3 separate regions of the Mus musculus genome follow, and all the other regions are linked to region 2. A link is a contact called in public HiChIP or PLAC-seq data. All regions are on one chromosome and are shown on one strand. The core of a region is the stretch at or near the end of the contact, and the rest is flanking DNA. Distances in the headings are between cores, read along the strand shown. Region 1 overlaps Wdr95 (WD40 repeat domain 95). Region 2 holds the start of Wdr95 (WD40 repeat domain 95). Region 3 has its middle 13 kb from the start of Gm20005.

Region 1 (4,730 bases), core at 1,014-3,513, 84 kb before region 2:
AGCACCAGGCTGTTCTTTCTGGTCCCAAAGATGTGCTGAGAGCTGAGGGTCTACTAAGCTGCGCATTTCCCTGACTTGGTTGAGAGTAGTGGTGACAAGCAAGGGCACACTCAAAGGAAGAGAGATTCCAAAGGCAAAGTAAGAGCTACAAAATGTACTTGGAAACTCATGCTTGGGCTCAGGGGTGACAATTACAGGACAGGCATCTAGAGCCAGACAAGCGTGAAGCCAGGCCAGGCTTGATAGAGTCAGAGTTGGGTGACCTGGGCAAGGCTGAGTGAGCCAAGGGTGCAGGGCCTACACTTGGGGTCATGGTGGTGACGGTGATCCCTGTGGTTTTAGCGAAGCCTGTGTGGCTACTTTACTATGACCTCTGGTTTTCCTGTTTGTTGTTTGTGGCTTGACATAAAACTCTAAATATCCATTCCGTGAGTAACCTGTGATGCTCTATCTCTTGTTTGGTTTATATAGGCAGAAAGCAATGCAGTGAACTTGTGGCCACTTCCTCTCTGGCTCAACACACATCTCCCCAAACACTTGTCACGGGGCCTTCTCATCCTGACCCAGCTCCCACCACGCCCAGGAAAACGCTCTGACACAATCTTTTCCTCAGGTTCCATCCTCACAAAATGTCATTTACAACTATTTCACAAATGAAGATCACAGACTGACTACGGTTACCCTCATCAGCCCATTTTGTGATCCAAGTCTTGTTTGAGAAATTTTGGACAATCCCCACAGATGTGTTTAATCCCGAGAGGAGCTTTAAAAGAGACCATTCACTTTAGATCCACTAAAGAATTAAATGTAGCCCACTGAAGAAGGCAGACATTGTGTAGACGGAAAGCATTTGGCTACCTGACCATTAAAGCTACTGGGGCAACCTAAAGACTAAAGTCCTATTTGTCCTTATTGGATGGTCCATATGTAAGATCACATGATTTATGTAAGATCACATGATTTCTGGGCTTACCAGTCACAAGAATAAAACGTGTGGTACCTTCTCTTAGATGCACAGTGATCTGTGTGTAGACAGCAAAACTTGTCTGCTTTGCACTCCTGAGCTGATACACTCTGAACAGCAGCGACTGTGTGCTGGTCAAGCTTCCCACAATTCCTAGCTGCCTGGGATTTCTCTGTATCAGTTTAAGCCCTGGTCCTCAGGGAGGAGGTGCTGCTTACTCTGTCCTGGAAAACCCAGCTACCACACTTGCTCCCAAAGGGTGGACTGTAGGAGGAACGGTGCCCATGTAATTCAAGGTGGCAGGGCTCTGGGTGTGCTGCTCAGAAGGCCAAGCTGCAGCAGACCAAGCTGGCAGCAGGTGTGAATGCTCAGGTGTGTTCCACACGAACCCAAGTGGAACTTGGGTTACACCTGCCTCCGCTCAGCATCCAGCTTCCTTCTCCCAAGCAGAGGAACGTGCCACGACCTTCTTCATTTTGGTAGACGGTGTTTGTTGAATGACTAGTAGAGAAGCCCCACGCAGACACCTTCAGGAGGCTAGTACTGAGGGTAGTAGAAGAAAGCAAAGGATTGACCAGGAAACTAGAAGGGAGACAGAGCCTATCGGGAATCATAGGACAGGAGGATGCAAGCAAGGCCCTGATTTAACCAAGGCTCCTCATTCTCTACTTTCAGAGTCCTCTTCGGCCAGCCCAGGGTTTTCCAGACCAACTGTAGGACAATGGGACCTAGCCTCTTCTCTTAAAAGAAACCAGGGCAGCAGGGGAGGTGGGGTAGAGCTTTGCGGTAGGAGAGGCCAGGGTGCTCCCAAAATCTATTCTTTGACCTGGTAGCCTTGCCTGTGAACACTTGCTCTCCTACTTCAAATGTACATTCATACTCTCTCTCTCTCTCTCTCTCTCTCTCTCTCTCTCTCTCTCTCTCTGTGTGTGTGTGTGTGTGTCTGTCTGTCTGTCTGTCTGTCTCTCTCTTTCGCTCTCTCACACTCTCTCTGTGCTTGGATACATAGTTCCACACAGAGACGACCCAGAAGTGATGGGGATTATGGTAGGGCAGCTTTTACCTGCCCATCACCCCCCCACACACACACAGGATCTCCTTCCCCAGGGACATCCACCACACACACAAACCTCCTTGCTCCCTCTTGGTTATCACACTACATCACAGAGACGTGCATCTCTATGCCACCAGGCTGCGTGCTCTTTGAAAACACGAGCAGAGTCCTAGTTCCGTTTGAGTCCCTGGAGTTTACCAGGAGCCTGACATACGCATGAAATATGAACAGCATAAGGGAGCAAAACAGTGATTCACCACTGCCGGAGCTCCGTATGCCCCGGGGAGATCTGCGTTCCTCTGGAAAACATGGTGCCTGCCTGCGTTAGTTTTCTGGGCCTGCAGCTGGTGCACAGAGGCTGCCTTCAAACACACATTTATTCTCTCACAGCTCTGGAGAGCAGAAGTGTGGAAGCAAGATGAGGGCAGAACTGTGCTCCTGTGGTGTCTAGGGGCATCCTGCTGCCTCTTCCACCCTCTGGGAGCTACCTGGCTTACTTCCTCCTCCCCCTTCTTCCCCCCACTCTCCCTCCTTTTCTTTCTCTCTCTTCTCCCCTTATCCCCATATGTCTCTTATAAGGACACCAGAAAAATGCACAGTAATCTATCTCAAGATCAGGAACATACTTTCACTGGCAGCCCAGGAAGCGGGCAGGGGGAGGGGTTGAGGACAACATAGTCACCATCAGGGTTTAGGGGACAATGTAGTCACCATTCCCTTTGATCTTTGACCTGCCCATCACTCCCCCTCAGGATCTCCTTCCCCAGGGACATCCACCACACACACAAACCTCCTTGCTCCCTCTTGGTTATCACACTACATCACAGAGTCGTGCATGTCTATGCCACCAGGCTGCGTGCTCTGAACTGATCACATAGGTACTGACCTAGTAGCCACACTTAGCCTCTCCTGAGTCCAGGGGTTGAGAAAAGGCCACTCCCCTCTTGATCTCTAGCTCCTACAACAGGTGGATGACCATCTGGAAGCCCCAGTTTCCTTGTTGGTAAGATGGCTGCAGACAGTGTCTATTCCCAAGGGATTGTTAGGAATTGATGAGAAACTCCATCTGTCTGAAAGCAGGCCTCCCTGTTTCCAGCAGCCTCCCTGATTTTCCCCGTCCTCAGCCTACCCCAGACAGATGCCCTAAGTGGTGGGTGGCCCGTTGGAGGAGCTGTTTGGGGGCCACTCGCCGCGGCCACCTGCTCTGGGTTCTCTCCATCCAGTGAGACATTGACATTCCAGAAAGAACAGCGAGAATCTGATTTGTTCTCTGAAATTTCAACTCTAATTGCTTCAGGATGAGCCCACATGGGCTGAGATCATTTCTCATCTTGCTCTTTTCTACGCCTCAGGGGTCAAAGCCTTAAGCTCAGCCAAACCTTTCCATGACACAGGAAAGAACTGGCCAAGCAAGGAGGTCAAGGTCCTTAGCACTCGGGCAAGAAACCGCTCCAGGGTGAGAGTTTCTTCCTTTCTGGTAGCGCTGCTTCTGTCTCCTGGCTGCAGAAACCAACCGGGAACAAGTCAGAGCCAGGAACAGACAGATCTGGCTTCTCCCCGAGAGCAGACACAAAGGCAAGCTCGTGGCACCGGAGGGCCTGGTAAATGCTGGGCCATCTGAGCTCAGGCATCTTCCAGCGAGGCTTTCTTCGAGCTGACAGTAGTCTGTGGGGGGTGAAGGGCAGGGGTGGGGGGAGAACAAGTGTAAGGATTCTTCTGGTATCTGAAGGCTGGCAGCTACAAGATCCCCCCCCCCCATGCTGAGCACCCCAGCATGCCTTCTGAATTCATATGTCTGTGTTATCCCTATCCCTGAACTCTCTCTCTCTCACCAATTCTGGTCATTTCTAGGTACCTTGGAAAGCCAACTGCTCCCACCTGTTAACAATTCATTTCTTCTCCCAATGGCTCCCGCAACCCACCACCACTTCAGCCACACTGAACCAAAGCCAGCACGAACGGACCCTCTTCGCTCTTCCTCAAGGGCTTTGTTCTTCCATAGTCTTACCTCTGCACCTTCTAATTTTTAAAAATGGTTTTATCTCATATGTATGGGTGTTTTGCTTGCATGAGTGTCTGTGCACTGCGCACAAGCCTGTGTGTGTGTGTGTGTGTGTGTGTGTGTGTGTGTGTGTGTGTGTGTGTGCAATGCCTGGGGAGACCAAAAGACCCACTGGAACTTGATTACAGATGGTTTTGAGTTGCCATGTGGGTGCTGGGAACTGAACCTGAGTCCTCCAACAAAGCTACAAGTGCTCTTAACTAGAGTCACCCTTTTGGTCATCCCCCTCCCCCGTTCTTTTGTTTTGTTTTGTTTTGTTTTTTGTTTTTTGAGACAGGGTTTCTCTGTGTAGCCCTGGCTATCCTGGCACTCACTTTGTAGACCAGGCTGGCCTCGAACTCAGAAATCTGCCTGCCTCTGCCTCCCGAATGCTGGGATTAAAGGTGTGCGCCACCACGCCTGGCGGAGTTCTTTATTTTTCATTGCGGTATTAAATACATTGTGTAAGTTACCTGAACCAAATACATATTTCATACATTCACATTGCTGTGCAACCACCATCATCACTGTTCAATTCCAGAACTTTTAGTTTTCTGAGACAGGGTCTCACAAAGCCCAAGGCTGGCCTCTGACCCTTTCAACTCCCTATAGAGCTGAGGGTGACCTTGAACTCCTGAATTTCATGCCTTCATCTCCCGAGTGCCAGAACT
Region 2 (4,294 bases), core at 1,403-3,902:
GGGAAATGGCACTATTAGGAGGTATGGCCTTGTTGGAGGAGGTGTGGCCTTGTCAGAGGAAATGTGTCACTGCGGAGGTGGGGCTTTGGGGTCTCATATACATGATCAAGTCTGGTCACCATGATCCAGAGCCTTCTCTTGGCTGCCCACGGAAGACAGTCTCCTGATGGCCTTCAGATCAAGATGTAGAACTCTCAGCTCCTTCTCCAGCACCATGTCTGCCTGCACACTGCCTTGCTTCCTGCTGTGATGCTAACAGACTAGACCTCTGAAGCTGAAAGCCAGCCCCAGTTAAATGCACGATATACCCCTGAAAGCCCATTTCATATGTAAGACCATTTCAGAGCATAATCTATTAATGGCATTTTGTCAGCATTTGTGGGTCTCTCACCTCCTCTTTATGCTATTATAATGGCATGGAGATACTCACTCTCTATATAGGAATCTCCACCTTCTCTCCTCCCTGGACTTCCAAATCAACAGCAAGGCCCTGCTGTCTCCTTGTGCACCCCTCCCTAGAGCCCTGCCACCTGGCTTCTCTCCCCTCCCCCTCCCCCCACCCCCACCCCAACTCTTCTCAAGATGGCTTCACTTCTCGTGCTCCTGAATGGCATCTTCTCAGTGACTGCATCCCTCAGCTAGCGATCAACCCCTTCTCACTTCAGCACCTCTTGGCCCCGTTGGTTGCTCAGGTGCCTCGCTTCTCTTAGTTCCTCTCTTGTCTTAGAGTTGGGGTCTCAGGGGTTTGCAGCTTCACTGTAACACTGAGTCCTTTCAGTTCAACACTCTGGGTCCTTGAAGGATGTTTTTTTTAAAACCATGGAGCTGTCTTCCCTAAACCACTGGTGTGTTTACACCTGTGTGGCTCCCATGGGCCCCTGGGACTTGCGCCTTCCAATGGACCCCTGCGTTTGCCCTTCACTTCACTCTGAACACTCGCAGCTATCCAGAAAGCTCCACGGCTTCATCGGCTTCCAAAGGCGTGTCAGTCTCCTGGGGTCCTAGCGACCTATGCTTGGAACATGGTGGGCGGAGCAACCGCCTGGGTGGTCCCCAAAGGCTCCCTTCTCCTTCCCTTCTCCTTTCCACCTGGTGTGTGTATGGGTGTCAGTTCAGGCCTGGCTCCTCTGGAAGGGGATTACAGCTTCATTCCCTCCCATGCATCCTCTGGCTGCCTCCACGGAACGTCTCGTCCATCTGACCTGGGGTGATGACTGGCCTTGGACCACCACCCCCCCCCTCCCCCCGCCTCTTAGCTTCCATCTTCTCCCTTACCGACCCAGAGCTCTCTGCGGCTCTCCTGCAAGAAAGCAAGATGGCAGCTTGTTACCAGCTAGATCATGTTGAGACCCCTTAGCCTTCAAGCCTCCACCAACACAGCCCCTCATTCGTTCATCATCTCCACTCCTGTGCTCTGAACTCGAGCTTCCTTCCAGTCCACCTAGCTACCTACCCACTTCTTTCCCTGCCCACCAAGGCTGTGCCCGGTTTATGCAGTGCCATTCACAGGCCGCCCTCTCCCTACCTGGAGTTGGTACATGTATGGAGTTGGCTCATAAAGCTCTCTTCCCTCGATCCAGTCCAGTGACTACTTTAGCGGTGCCAATACCGAGGATAGCTATCCCATACCTGGTGTTATTAGTGTTAGCACGTTAGCATTCCTTCTAGGTTCCTCCCAACAGTTAGTTACCTAGCAACAGCCAGGTGGGAGCCTGGGTTGCTATAAAAAGAACTGTTTGGCCTCTCTTCACTCTCTCTGACCCCTTTCTCTCTCTCTCTCTTTCTCTGACCCCCCCACCCTCCCTCTCCCCATCTTTTTCTGTCCCTTCTTTTTCTCTACTTCAACTCCTTTCTCAACCCCCTTCCCATGCCTCAAGTGAACATTTTATACTAGACCCGTGTTGTATGACTGGTACCTGGGGACAGGGGGCACCCACTAAGACACCCCCTCCCAGTGAAGCATACCGCGCTTTACAAAACATATCAAGTAGCACGGTTGAGTTCTTACTATATGTCATCACTAATTCAGTTACCTCTAAAAATAATTCCAAGAGAGGACTAAGGCAACCTTGGCCCAAATCACATCAACATTTGACACCCAGTCCGAGTCTTTACTAGTCACTAAATAGACACACTTTAAAAAAAAAAAAAAAAACTTCCCAAAGCACATTTATTGTGTGATCCTCCCCCCCCCCCCGCCCCCTTAAAGGGCCTAGCTAGATACTGAACACACGATATGTCTTTGATCCACTCACTGATTTGAGCTTCTAGCTTCCAGACTTAAGAATACCACGACCCCAGATGAGCAATTTATGGAAACAACAGTCACCAAGATCATTTGCCCTGGTCAATGACAGATGATAAACCATATCAGGACAAAGTGACCCGCAACATCCTGATAAGAAACCATCTCAGCCTCTGTGGGCTCCTTTTTCCTCTTTCTTTCCTCTTTTGGAAGAAGAAAATCCAGATCAGACACCTGAGAACTCATTGCTATTCTGTAGTCAGGTTGCTTCCAACTCTTTTATTCAAACCACCCCAGGGGCCTTGTGACATTACCTGCTAACGATTCTAACTCATCTTTCCAAACAAAGAGGCATCAGCCTGTCAAACAGCAACAGCCTTCCATCAACAGAGAGCTGAGGTCTCCTCCAGACTGGCAGAATGGGTGAGCGCTTACCGTACTCCCCATCCCCCACCCCGCGCCAGGGCCCTATGTGAATTTCTATGGGGTAATATTTACAGTGCTGGATGGCTGGGCCCTGTGGAGCTTAATGGGCTTCTTAATAAAGGCAGGCTTCATTAAGACAGAGAGCGCGGGGCGTCGTGCCCTTGCTTTGGAGGAGAGGACAAGCCAGCACAAGACGAATGCTCTCCCTCCGCTCGAAAATCATGCGGGTCAAGTGCCTTGTCACGCATTAACAGTCTTTTAAGTTGCTAGGCAGATCGAGAGGAGCCGAGCGGATAAACCAAGGCGGAGGAATTATGAGACCCATCCTGGTAGCACAAACGCTGGAACACAGAGCTGCCTTTAAACAAAGTAATTTGCTAAATGAGCGGCTGGCGGGTTTCCAGATGGCCAATGTGACACGGGCTTGGATGAATCCTTTCTTCAATCACGCGTTTGTCTGGACTGAGACATGAAAGGCCAGGTCAGAGCTACTGCGGTGGCTGCTGTAGCTTTGAAGCCCTTACATAAAACTCTACTGGTGTGGAACTCCGGCAGCTCCAGTGTGGCAGCTGGCGCGGGTGCCCTGGCGTTGGTGCTTGGGAGGCCACTAAGACAGCTGCTCCTTAAGCGGGAGGACAGCCAGCTCAGAACAGGGCTTCTCTGTCTTGCCTACCGCTTCGCTTCACACCAGGTCTCTGGGCAGGTGACCTTAGTACCAGATGAAACTGTAGTTGAAGTCTAAGAAGCAGAAATGTTGTAATTTTAAATATGAATTATTAAGAATCACTTAAAATCATTTCCATGAGTTTTGTCTTTCTTCCTTCAGTCCTGAATGATGTGTTTAAAATAAATAAATAAATAAATAAATAAATAAATAAATAAATAAATAGGAGATATGTGCTATGAGGTGTGGTGAGGTGTGGGAGAAGGGAATGTCTCAGCGGGCCCATGCCGAGGCATCCCTTCCCCATGAGGGACCAGCCACAGGTATAGTATAGTATAGTATAGTATAGTATAGTATAGTATAGTATAGAATAGAGTTTATTCAGGGCATGGGGAGGGGAGTTAAGAGGGCAGTGGAGGCAGAGAAAGGCAGAGAGAGGGAGAGTAGAGAAGTAGAGGAGTAGAGGCCAGCCATGAGCACGTGGAGGGGGGCGGGGAAGAGGCGAGGGGACAGAGTGGGAACAAGAGAGCAAGAGAACAAGAGGGAGAGGAGTGGGCAAGCAGCCCCTTTTATAGTGGGTCAGGCCTACCTGCCTGTTGCCAGGTAACTGTGGGGTGGAGTTTAGACAGAATTCTGACGCTGAACCCAGGACCTTATAAATGTTAGGTAAGCACTCTACCACTGAGGTACACCCCAGACCTCTAAGTCAGTTTGGAAATGCCCAAGATGGATGGAAAAAAAATCTACCTTAATTTTAATTTAGATTTAATGGAGGATGTATACAAGTCCTAGTTTTCAGACATGGTCTCTCTCAGCTGTGTCCCCTTTCTCACTAAATCGTATCTTGGTTTGAGGTCTTTATAGAGACAATGATGATCATTCCGTTCTGGGACGTCAAAGTCCGTGAAACACAGTGAATGAATGAAACCAGGTGATCTGGAGCCATCCGAGGGGCATGG
Region 3 (4,300 bases), core at 748-3,247, 130 kb before region 2:
ACGGTTATGCACAAACTTAAAAGGAAGCACTCTCCTAAGTTCACCAATTTACAGTAAAGTTTTCCAAAGTCCATAGGTTTTCAAAGAGTTAGGTAAAGGGAAGGAGCAGGCATCTAAGGAATTAAAGGATGCAGAATCTACCAGACACCTGGCACTGCTCTGCCCAGACTGTGTGTGTTACACACAGGGGGAAAAGGAAACAAACTCATGAAAGTATCCACAGTTATTAGAGTTTTATATATTAATGCAAAGTAGTTACTTTTCTATTGCTGTGATAGAATACCGCGGCCAAGGAAACATGTGGGAAGAAGTGTTCTCTGGGTTTGATTTCCAAGGGAGGCTTCATAATTACTGGAGAGACAGGCAGCTGGGAAAGGAAACTGAGAGAGCACCTTCAGCTACAAGCACGAAGTATCGCGAGAAATGGAAGTGGGGCAAAGCTATAAATACTTAAAGCCCATTGCCAGCGACATAATTCCTTCGGCAGGGCCACTTCCCAAACAGCATTGCCGGCTGGAGACAAAACATCCAAGTACCGGAGCATCTGGAGGGCATGTCTCATCCAAACCACCACACCTGCTATCCTCTGTGTAAACTTGCCAGACCCACTTAGTTGGGCTTTGAAAGACATTGCTGGTGACACGCAGCCTACCGTAGAGTATGACATTTAGTATTATAATGAATGTCATTTCTTAGAGGCCTGTGGAGACATAACTAAGTCATAAAGGCATTGAGAGGCCATCTTGCTGATTACTGGAGAGAGAGAACCCAGAGAGGGTAAATAGTATAATTATGTGGTGGGGTGAGAGCCAAATTCCCCATTACACCCAACAATGTTTGGGGCTCACAGTACTTTTTAGGGGCTTATGTCATTGCTTTTATATCCCCTTAAAATCAGAGGAAACTTCGTTGAGGAAAATACTTAAGTGTTATTAGTATATTCATCATTTTGCCAACACAGTACGCACCTGCGGAGATGTGTCCGTGCTTTTATATTTACTGTTATTATTTGTGTAGTGGAGGGAGCTATGAAAGCAGAAATGTCTAAGGCCTTAGAGTCCCACTCGTTTAAGGGGCATTCGTTTAAAGGGCTGTAGCATTAAGAATTTAAACTTATTCCCGACTAGCTTACAAAGAAAAAGAAAAGAAACTCAGACTATGGTTATTTTATTTGGCTTTGACAACTGCTGGGGATCACCCCTAACCTACTCTTCTAACTGCAGGCTTAGCTACCTTCCCAGTGGGGTACACCAGATGCTTGCTGTTTCTCCTGGCCGTGTGCTCATGGTCCATCTCCCCTCATAATGGCTTCTCTTCTCCTTCTTCTCCTCCTCTTTCTCCTTCTCCTCTTCCTTTCTCCTCTTTTTCCTCCTTCCTCCTCTCCCTCCTCCCCTTCCTCTTCTTCCTCCTCCTCTTCCTTCTTCCTTCCTGTCTCTCCTCCAACCTGGTCACTCCTAGCCCACCTACCTCTAATCCCTCCAGTGATTTGGCTATAGTCAATTTTATTTAACCAATAGTTTTAAATCAAGGAACAAGGTTTGCACAACAAAAGCTTGTAAAAGTGAGAAGCCATTAATTTAGCATTACAATACATAGCAGTAGACTAAACCACAAGAAAGGGCTTTTGGGATTCATGGAAGACAAAGGAGAAAGACTGTTGACTGTTTCTATTGGCCAAACCTATTGCATTACCAAGCCAAGAACAGACAGAAGACTGACTTCCAGGGGCAGATAGGGCTCCCTCAGGCCCACACTGAAGGATGCTGAGGATGCTGTGTGCCAGAGTGCTGATAAGGGAAGCCACATTTTTCGTAAGAATCTGGGATGGAGAGGTGGAGAAGGCTTCCGGGTGCTTAGTTAACCTCCGAAGTGCCTTGGGAATCTCCAGGGTGCTGGTCTTGTCTCCCCAATGTTGAGAGGCCCCTGGGTCTGAGGTTGCTCCTTAGCGCTGGAGAAACCTGGAGGATGCTTAGAAAGGCACCTGCATCCTGGGCGATCTTTCTTGGCTTAGGGCAGAGATGTAATGAGGACGGTTTTAAGCACTAGCTAAAACAGCAGACGGCCCACACCGGGAGTATTTCCTTCCAGGAAGCTGTCCTGTGGAGGCTGTTAAGGGTTCTGCCCTCCTGGCATCTGGGGTGATTCTGGGCCAGCAACTACCCACACTGCCTCCGCCCCTCGCCTTGCCTCTCTGTGTCATTTCAAATGCTTCTGTGAACATTCTTTCTGATGACCTCCAGCCTGGCCCCCATAGTGTGAGTGTGGACCTGTGCTGTACGTAAGACACCCAAGACGCTTAGGATGCTCCACAAGAATGCACAGGTTTCAAATGAAAAAGAATAACGTAAAAACAAAATTCTAGGCCTTTAGGCCCAGGCTTGAGAAGGTGACCTTTGTGACTCAATGCTCCAAGTTATGCTAATCATAAAACAGATAGGGACATTCCTCCACCCACCCACTTCCTGGGTTCAAAGAGTGTTCATTCAAAGAAAGTCACCCTGACCCACCCTGACCATTGCTGGAACCCACTATGCAAATGTGCTATTGTTAGGGGCTATTAGAAACTGTCTTGAGAGATAACCTGCACAATTACCAGGTATTCCTTGTGACTTTTGTGACTTTGCACTTCCTTGTGACTCTTAACTGGTATCTTTGGCATTTTCCAACAACGCCCTTCCCACCTCCTTGAGTTATGGCATCTTCTTTTAAATACCCCCTTACCCAGCTACTCAGGGTGCCACGGTCCTCTACCCCTGCGTGGTGTATAACCGTGGCCCCAAGAGCCCTCTTGAATTAAAAGTCCTCTTGCAGTTTGCAGCAAGACCGTTTCTCGTGAGTGATTTGGGGTGTCGCCTCTCCTGAGTCAGAACGTGGGGGAGTCCTCATGTTGTGGGTCTTTCACAATGACATCATGTCTTCAGAATGATACACAAACTCTCACTAGAAAAACCTATATTGCTTTGAGCTGTTAACAACTTAGATGTATTAAGTTAGCGCAAATATACTTATTCTCACATTTATTTTTTCCTTTAACTAATATAAATTGGGCTTTGCAGGGGCCTTGGTGAAGATGCTTTATATGTTGTTGCATTGTTTGACACAGGGTTTCTCCATGTACCCTTGGCTGGCCTGAACTCACTCTGTAGACACGGCTGGACTTGGACACACAGAGATCTACCAGCCTCTGCTTCCTGAGTGAAAGTTTAGAGGTGTGTGCCATCACACCCAGCCTTAGAAAAAAAATTTGAGTGATATGCATGATTCACACTTGTGGCTCATTAAGTGTGTGTGTGTGTGTGTGTGTGTGTGTGTGTGTGTGTGTGTGTATGTTGGTTTGAATGAGAATGGCCCCAACAGATTCATATTTTTGAATACTTGATCCTCAGTCGGTGGAAACATTGGGGAAAGATTAGGAGGTGTGCCCTGGTTACAGGAAGCATGTAACTGGGGCAGGCTCTCAAAGCCCACATCATTCTTAGTTAGATTCTCTCTCCACACACACCCCTCCCAAGGAGCCCTGCCTCCTGCTTCTGGATCTGAATATAAGCTCTTCTGCTGGCCACCATGCTCCCTGCCGTGATGGTCACGGACTCTAACGCTCTGAAACTATAGGCCCTCAACAGACTCTTTCTTTTATAAGTAGCCTTGGTCCTGGTGTCTTAGAACAGTAACTAAGATAAAGTATGTGTGTAGGTATTGTGTGGAGGCCAGAGGTAAGCAGCAGATGTCTTCTGCCATTGTTCCCTGACTCATCTTTTGAGACAAGATCTCTCACAGAGTGTAAAGCTCATTGACGTGGGTGGTCTTCATCTCCAGCAAGCCCCAGGGATCCTGCTGCTTCTACCTGCCCAGTGCTCAGACCGCAGACATGTGCCACTATGCCTAGTTTTTATGTGGGTGCTGGGTATTTGAACTTAAGTCCCCATGCTTGCACAGCAAGCCCTCAACTGAATGAACCACCTTCCTAGCCCTCAAAAACTATGTTTTTTTTTTGGGGGGGGGGGTTGGTTTTTCGAGACAGGGTTTCTCTGTATAGCCCTGGCTGTCCTGGAGCTCACTTTGTAGACCAGGCTGGCCTCGAACTCAGAAATCCGCCTGCCTCTGCCTCCCGAGTGCTGGGATTAAAGGCGTGCGCCACCACGCCCGGCTAAAAACTATGTTTTTATGAGCCAATACTCCTCAAGACTTTATTTATGCAAGCCAGACATGATGGCCGACACAGGCATGAGAGGCAGAGGCGGGCCAAGCTCTTCAGGCCAGCCTGGTCTACATAGTGAGTTCCAGGTCCCAATCATCTATA

Evidence for each region. HiChIP or PLAC-seq counts read pairs in DNA pulled down with a chosen protein or histone mark.
Region 1: a CTCF HiChIP or PLAC-seq map of the NIH/3T3 cell line shows a contact between it and region 2, with 15 read pairs. The contact joins the enhancer-like site here to the promoter of Wdr95 in region 2. A contact is called at or near these places in 6 of 39 promoter capture datasets (the HPC-7 cell line, epiblast stem cells, frontonasal cranial neural crest and 3 more), 2 of 15 datasets of contacts at CTCF or cohesin (both in the NIH/3T3 cell line), 35 of 484 Hi-C or Micro-C datasets (the 3T3-L1 cell line, 3T3-L1-derived adipocytes, the C2C12 cell line and 21 more), 7 of 115 datasets of contacts at active chromatin or transcription factors (CD8 T cells, embryonic fibroblasts, embryonic stem cells and 3 more) and 3 of 9 other capture datasets (adipose tissue, liver and pancreatic islet).
Region 3: an H3K27ac HiChIP or PLAC-seq map of embryonic stem cells shows a contact between it and region 2, with 6 read pairs. The contact joins the enhancer-like site here to the promoter of Wdr95 in region 2. A contact is called at or near these places in 7 of 39 promoter capture datasets (3T3-L1-derived adipocytes, the C10 cell line, embryonic stem cells and 3 more), 1 of 115 datasets of contacts at active chromatin or transcription factors (embryonic stem cells) and 3 of 9 other capture datasets (adipose tissue, liver and pancreatic islet).

What each region holds. Positions count from the first base shown.
Region 1 is chr5:149,610,449-149,615,178 of GRCm38.p6, reverse strand. Wdr95 (WD40 repeat domain 95) reads right to left here. Exons shown (of 23, transcript NM_029440.3): 23 at 3,285-3,683. The coding sequence ends at 3,446. Among named protein-coding and RNA genes, the nearest start is that of Hsph1, 24 kb to the left of the region's middle. Within about 2 kb of position 2,263, at least 72 of the 459 cell types and tissues checked have an H3K27ac peak or open chromatin away from gene starts, as enhancers often do. A contact at or near this core is called in the C2C12 cell line, the NIH/3T3 cell line, the STO cell line and 7 more, where this site is marked.
Region 2 is chr5:149,527,037-149,531,330 of GRCm38.p6, reverse strand. Wdr95 (WD40 repeat domain 95) reads right to left here and starts at 2,652. Exons shown (of 23, transcript NM_029440.3): 1 at 2,560-2,652. All of the region lies in intron 1 of Gm15997 (predicted gene 15997), which reads left to right.
Region 3 is chr5:149,651,953-149,656,252 of GRCm38.p6, reverse strand. No RefSeq gene overlaps it. Among named protein-coding and RNA genes, the nearest start is that of Gm20005, 13 kb to the right of the region's middle. Within about 2 kb of position 1,997, at least 9 of the 459 cell types and tissues checked have an H3K27ac peak or open chromatin away from gene starts, as enhancers often do. A contact at or near this core is called in embryonic stem cells, where this site is marked.